Linked DNA regions of Rattus norvegicus: region 2 is linked to region 1. Evidence: chromatin contacts called from public Hi-C data. All regions are on one chromosome and are shown on one strand. Each heading gives the region's core, a stretch centred on a gene start, on an enhancer-like site or on the middle of the called end of the contact. The rest is flanking DNA. Distances are from core to core; before and after follow the strand shown.

Region 1 (3,469 bases), core at 135-2,634:
TACTGTATCTTGATGTGCCAAACAGGACGGATATCCATGGGAGGCTTTCCCTTCTCTGAGGATAAGGGGAAGAAGGCGTCGGGGAGGGGAGGAGTGAAGGAGAGGAAGAGTGAGGGACTTGGAGGAGAGGAAACAGTCATGACAATGTACCGTAAATAAACGAGAAAACAGTTTACTTTTAAAAGTTACATTTAAACTATATCTATGAAACTCGCAACAAATATACTTTTAGATTCAATTACATTTCCAGCCATTCCTTATATGACTAGTAGCTAAAATCTCTCTGGGCTGTCAAGTTACCAAGTATGTCCCGGGTATGTCAGAGGAGTTAACGTGTAAGTAAATTTAAAGAGCTTTGTCCTTTACACCTCAACAAAGAGCACTGGTTTACAAATATCAATAGATAAACTCAAATATTCTACTATTCCTATATTTTGAAAATCACATGATCAATGAAAAAACACATCAGGATTATTTCAGTATGCGCTGAAATACATCGAGAATGAAAGAAAATGACAGCGAAATTTCAGAGCTAGCTTACTTATGAACACCAGAAATACTGATCACACCCTGCTCCCTTCCAGCCCGTTTCCCAGTCCCGCAGCTCCTCTGACTTGGGAGGTTTCAGGCACGCGGGGCTATAGTTTCAGCTGCTGAGCTGCTGACTCTCCCAGGATGCCTCGCGCGGCACCACGGTTGCCCGGAGTTTTAGCTTCTTCCAAATCTCGCCCCCGGGCCTGCACCATGCTACTCCCCACGGTGTAGGGCCGCGAGCTCTGGACGAGAACAGGTCATTGACACTTTTGGCTTTGGTTCTCAGCCCGATTTACCTGGCTTCACTCACCTACTTTTCCAGCTTCCGCTCACGTCACCCCACTAACTCCTCCCACTCGGAACGCTTTCTACTGTACCCCTGTAAGGTCCAACAAACATCCTTGCACCCTCCGTTTCCGGGCGAGTGGCCCGGCCCTGCGGAGACCGGTCCCTCCCACTTTGTCTTAGACTGCTTTCCACACAGCTCAGCTTGCCCAGCCTCCCCACATGCTTGCTGCTAGACCAGAAGTGGATCTGGTACGACTCTACACCCTGATATCTGACCCCCGTAGTGAGTACAGAACCCTTTAGATAAAAGACAGGCCGTCTAATACCCCCACTGGACTCAGGAATGCATACTTTATACCAAACAACAACACAGACTGAATTCAGAAGCCCGAGTCCCAACCCCAAAGCACAAACATGAGAAGCCAAAAGCAAAGCCTGGAGTTTTGACTTGGGAAGAGACATGTAAAGAACTTGGATTTTGAAAAGAAGTAGGTGTCTCAAGAAGTCAGTGGTCAACAACCCTTTGGCTATCTGCCCAGGGCAGAATTCATTCTGTGCTGTACTACTTGTACCACTAGATGGCGGTCTTGTCATTTTACTAACTCAGAAAGCTAGTCTGTGACTCATACTTAAGGTGAGAAAAAACAGAATTGTTTGTTTCCTTCCCCTCCCCTCCCCTCCCCTCCCCCCTTCCCTCTCTTCCCCTCCCCTCCCCTTCCCTCTCGCCCCTCTCCTTGAGTGTTGAATGCAGAGACCTTAACTCTCACAGATGCAAAAAATAAATAAGGTAAATAGTTCTAGTCCTAATAAAGTCAGTTACTCCATCCTATCTCTAGCTGTGGGAACACCAAAAGAAGAGTGGTTAGGAAGTAAGAGGGGAAAGGCTAAGAAAAACCATTCTCTAGATTCCATACAACTATTGTAGTCAGTAACCAACAGCAGCTGTCCTTGTCTGCACTGGCCCCATACAAGACCACAGCCAGTATAGGAAAGGGAATGGCTCACTTTACCTGATGTTGGCTATAGATAGACTGTAGGAGAATACTGTTATTCTCTTCTGAGCACATCAGGCTCCAACACATAGATCCAAACCCACATCCTCACAAATGTCTCTTATAAATCTTAGTGGGCTGGCAATATGAAGAGAGATGAACACGACAGAGAGATTTGTTGGAATTGTAGAGCAGAAGAACAGAGGTTTAGGAGGTGAGACTGGTCAATAGTTGATGTGGACACGCAAATGCAATATGCCAGTATGAAATAGCTAATAGTAGAAAACTTGGGGAAGTTCATTCGTTCATTCACTCATTCATTTGGGACAGGTTTTTCTCTGCATAGCACAGTTATTAACGAAGTGTGTTACCACGCCCAGCTCAAAAAACGTTTTAAAAAAAGACTTCTTTTGCGTGAGTGCTCTATCTGCATGTACACCTGTATACCAGAAGAGGGCATCAGAGCCCATTACAGATGGTTGTGAGCCATGATGTGGATGTTGAACTCAGGACTTCTGGAAGGGCACACAGTGCTCTTAACCTCCGAGCCATGTCCCTGCCCCTCAAAATTGTTTTCAAATTACCACATCAGTCTATAATTTTTTTGATTGTATCAGGATCCGGTGGGGGTGCTTGTATTTGTTAAATTTTGGTTGGTTTAATTGTTTGTTTGTTGTTATTGTTGTTTTTTGAGACAGGCTGTTGTTATTGTTGTTTCTTGAATTCACTAAGATCAGCCTACCCTGCCTCTGGAACGCTAGGATTAATGAGATGGTCCACCAAGCCTGGCACAGACTCTGGGTTCATGTCAGGTAATAGTTAAGAGTCAGAAAGTCTTGCTTTTTTGTGTCAGGAAGTAGTAAATGTTAAGTAGCTTTGACATTAGTTATATGAAATAAAGTCCTGTCCATCTTGTGATGGGATTGTTTTATGGATGGCATTTTATGCCCAACAATGGGAAGAGGGAACTCAAGAGTCCACCTCCATAGATAGAAGTGGAAGGACAGGGTTACTAATCCACAGTCAAAATTTCTAACCCAGAACTGTTCCTGTCTAGAAGAACTGCAGGGACAAAAATAGAGAAGTGACTGAAGACAGGAGCCTAGCATGGATGTCCTCAGAGAGGCTCTACCAGCAGCTGACTGAGACAGACACAGATATTTACACCCAACCATTTCACTTAAGTTGGGCCCCTATGGTTGAATTAGAAGAAGGACTGAAGAAGCAGTTGGGGAGGGTGAACCCATAGGAAGACCAGCAGTCTCCAGAGACTAGCCACCAACCAGGCAGCATGCAGGAGCTGGTCTGAGGCCTCCAAATATAGCAGAGTACTGCCTGGGCTGGCCTCAGTGGTAGATGCACTTAATGAGGCCCCAGGGAAGGGCGAAGGCTGGTTGTGGGGAGGACCCTCTTGGAGGCAAGGGGGATGAAATAGGATGAGGAACTGTGGGAAGAGAGACCGTGAAGGGGTGTGGCAATAGCTGGAATGTAAATAAAATAATTCTTTAAAAAGGAGGCATTTTATAATTACTTCATATTGCTATGTGTAGCGTTGTTAATATTGTTTGTTTCATGCTGTTTACATTTGATATGTTATATGCACCTGGAATCTCACCTATTTTGATTAGATTTTCCAATTTAGTGTAGTAGAAGTC
Region 2 (3,570 bases), core at 490-2,989, 150 kb before region 1:
TCCTGCTCGGCGAAGACCGGTCCCTCCCACTCTGTCTCAGGCTTCCTGTCACACAGCTCGAGCTGTCAGGCTGCCCTGGACCCGATCTGCACAGCCTCCCCATGACGACTGCCAGCCTAGACCAGAACTGGGTTTGATAGGACTCTGCACCCGGTATCTGACTCCCCATCCTGGTTTCTGAATCCTTCGCATGCAAAATAGCCTAAAACAAGCCTACTTCATACAAAACAATAACAGGCTAACTTGAGAAGCCAGAGTCCCATCCCCAACACACAAATATGCGAAGCCAAAACCAAAGTCTGAAATTTTGACTTTGGTACAGATATTCAAAGAACTTGGATTTTGAGGGGGAAAAAAGTGTCTAAAAAAGTGTTCGTTTTGCTAACAGCTTAGGGCAGAATTCATTCCGCGATGTACTGCTTTTACCACTAGATGGCGGTCTTGTCATTTTACCAACTCATTTTACTGCTCCGTGACTCAAGCTAAATTTGATATGAAGGGAAACAGATGTCTGGTGGATGCAGACGCTTGGCAAGATGCAAAAGATAAGTAAAGCACATGGTTCTAGTCCTGAAAATGTCTGTTACTCCATACCACCTCCAGCTCTGGGAACACTGAGAGACAAGAGGTGGTTAGGAAGTAAGGGAAAGAGGAGGAAGTAAGACAGGCCATTCTCTAGACTCCATACAACTACTGTAATGAGTAACCAACAGCAACTGTCCTTGGCTGCACTGGCCTCACAGAAAACCACAGTCAGTCTAGGAAAGGGAATGGCTCACTTTATCTCTCAGATGTTGGCTATGGATAGATTGTAGAAGAATCACTGCCTATAGTTGTTATCCTGTGCTGAGCACTCAGGCTCCAGCACATAGCTCCAAACCCAGTCTCACAAATGACTCTAGTTCATCTCAGTGGGTCCAGGCAAGACGAATAGGGATGAACAATCATAGGGTAATTGTTGGAATTGTGGACCAGGACAGGGGAGGGAGGAGATGAGGGTGGGTAGTGTTTGAAATTGGCACAGAAACACACAATGATGTGACGTGTCTGTGTCTGTGAAATATCTAACAGAAAATTTGGGGGACGGGTTATTCATTCCTTCATTGTAGACAGCGTTTCTCTGTATGAACCTGTGTTTAAAGACCTGTGCTAATGTGACCAGACCAGTTGTTTAATTTTAACATCAGAGTGTAATTTCTTTTTGGTTGTACCAGTATGTGGTGGGTTTTTTGTTTGTTGATTTGTTTGCTTGCTTGCTTGTTTTATAGTTTTGGGGGCCAAGATGGCCTTGAACTCACTGAGGTCTGCCTTCCCTGCCTGTGGAATTGCTAGGATTAAAGGCATGCTCCACATGTCAGGTTCATTATCTGCCTTAGTATCAGGTAATAGTCAGGAAGTCTTGATTTTTTTCGGGCAAGAAGTATTAAATGTTAAGTTGATTTGCTGTTAGTTCTTTAAAGTTCTGATAGAATCCTGTCATTCTAGTCATGAGGTTGTTTTAAGGATGGCATTTTATAATTGCTTCAGTCCCATTCTTCCTCTTAGTCTTATTTATATTATTTATTTCATGTTGTTTATACTTCATATGTTACATGCACCTGGAAACTCATCCATTTCAATTTGAGTATCCTATTTGGTACAACAGAAGTCTTTAATGTCAGTAGACAGAAGATCCATTTGTCAACACATTTCTACCAAGTAAGTTGTGACTTTACCTTCGGTAACTGTCAGGACCTCATGACCTGGCAGTGGTGGTGCATGCCTTTAATCCAAGCACTCAGGAGGCAAAGGCAGGCAGGTGTCTGTGAGTTCAAGGCCAGCCTGGCCTACAGAGTGAGTTCTAGATCAGCCAAAGTTACACAATGAAACCCTGTCTCTACAAACAAACAAACCAATGAACCAGAAGAAAAAGGAGAAGGAGGAGAAGGAGGAGGAGGAGAAGGAGGAGGAGGAGGAAGAGGAGGAGGAGGAAGAGGAGGAGGAGGAGGAAGAGGAGGAGGAGGAGGAGAAGGAGGAGGAGGAGGAGGAGGAGGAGGAAGAGAAGAAGAAGAAGAAGAAGAAGAAGAAGAAGAAGAAGAAGAAGAAGAAGAAGAAGAAGAAGAAGAAGAAGAAGAAGAAGAAGAAGAAGAAATAATAAAGGAAGAAAGAGATTAATTAGAAAACAGTATGTGTAGTTGGGAAAGGTCTTGTAAGCCTTCAAACTAAGCACTAACACAGAAAAAAAAGGAACTCTGTGTTCAAGGCCAGTCTAGTCTACATAGAGAATCTAGGATATCTGGCAATACAGAGAGAGATCCTGCCTCAAAATAAAGCAGACTTCTCCCTGAGAAATAGCTTGTATGAAACCAGAATCTTAATGCAAGCTTCCAAAGGAGGAATCTAATGACCATCCTACTCAGTTATGATGCTGTGAACCACATCAACAATCATCTTGGCAGGACAACTCTTAGGGTTCAGTAGTGGCAGGCTCACCTTGGTGGTAACAAACAGCTCTCTAGGTAGACTTAAGACACTTAACAAAAAGAAACCATGACTGATACTAGAACATAACTCAGTGCTGGTGAAGCCAGGAATCTTAGAGGAGAACTAACGATCACCACTTTACTAAACCAGCATAATCCCTAATAAAAATCTAAGCATCTTTCCTTGTACCAACAAATAATTGCAAACTTCTCCCCTCATCAAGGAAACTTCTCTTTCAACAGAGATCACTACAAAAAATCCACAGCTAATCAAAATGTAGAGTTGTAGAGCCCATGCCAAATGGATGCATCTACAAAACACTCAGAGGAGTATTTCTGAAGATGGGGTATTAATATTCAAGAGGGAGAAGATCACAGAGTTTGCAGTGAGATTATTTTTCCTAGTAATATAAGAAGATATATCCATAAAAGCTCAAAAACATGACTCCCCAAACAAGAGCTAAACAAGCACAACAACAACGGACTTGTCAAAGTGGATGGGAAAAGCCAACACGGCCTCAATTCCGGCAGAGTGTACTACAGGCCACTGCAGAATGCTGGGAGCAGGAGTCTCCCTCAGGGATGTGCACACCAACCAGTCATCTCTTAGCAAATGGACAGCCCTGGAAATATATACCGAGGTAACATGATATAGGCAGACCAGGTTATACTTAGGAATATATATGTATGTCAATTATACATGTCGAAGTCTATTTCTCAAAACTCGTTCCCTGGCATTATATCTTAGAAATAACTATAGCCATTTTGCTTCAGGCCTGCCAGCCATCCTATATTGTTGATACTAAAAAGAGAGAGCAGCCTGACTATAAGACACACACACACAAAAATAATTTGGCTCTGAGTGAGGTCAAGTTAACCATACATTCTGCTATAGTCAGAGGTTTGTTATGATATTTTGAGAACTGCTCTTCTTGGAAAGTTCTGCAGCTGCATGCAGCCTTCACTCAGGGTCAAGCAGGAAAAGGATCAACTTGAACTGTTATGCCTGAGTTACTAAAGAAACGAGGCAAAAAAGACTGGTCATCCTACAGACATCCTGTATATTCTTATGAGCTGGTTGTTTTTTCCTTTATATAAAGTGACACTG

Evidence for each region. A called contact is a pair of places that touch in the nucleus more often than the background predicts.
Region 2: a contact with region 1 is called in a Hi-C map of liver, with 2.8 times the contacts expected there. The contact joins the promoter of Zfp948 here to the promoter of Zfp51 in region 1. A contact is called at or near these places in 2 of 12 Hi-C or Micro-C datasets (liver and mammary epithelial cells).

Annotation. Positions count from the first base shown.
Region 1 is chr1:69,884,500-69,887,968 of GRCr8, reverse strand. It overlaps Zfp51 (zinc finger protein 51), which reads right to left and starts at 1,384. Exons shown (of 5, transcript XM_039100166.2): 1 at 845-1,384.
Region 2 is chr1:70,037,271-70,040,840 of GRCr8, reverse strand. Zfp948 (zinc finger protein 948) reads right to left here and starts at 1,739. Exons shown (of 5, transcript XM_063277041.1): 1 at 1-1,739.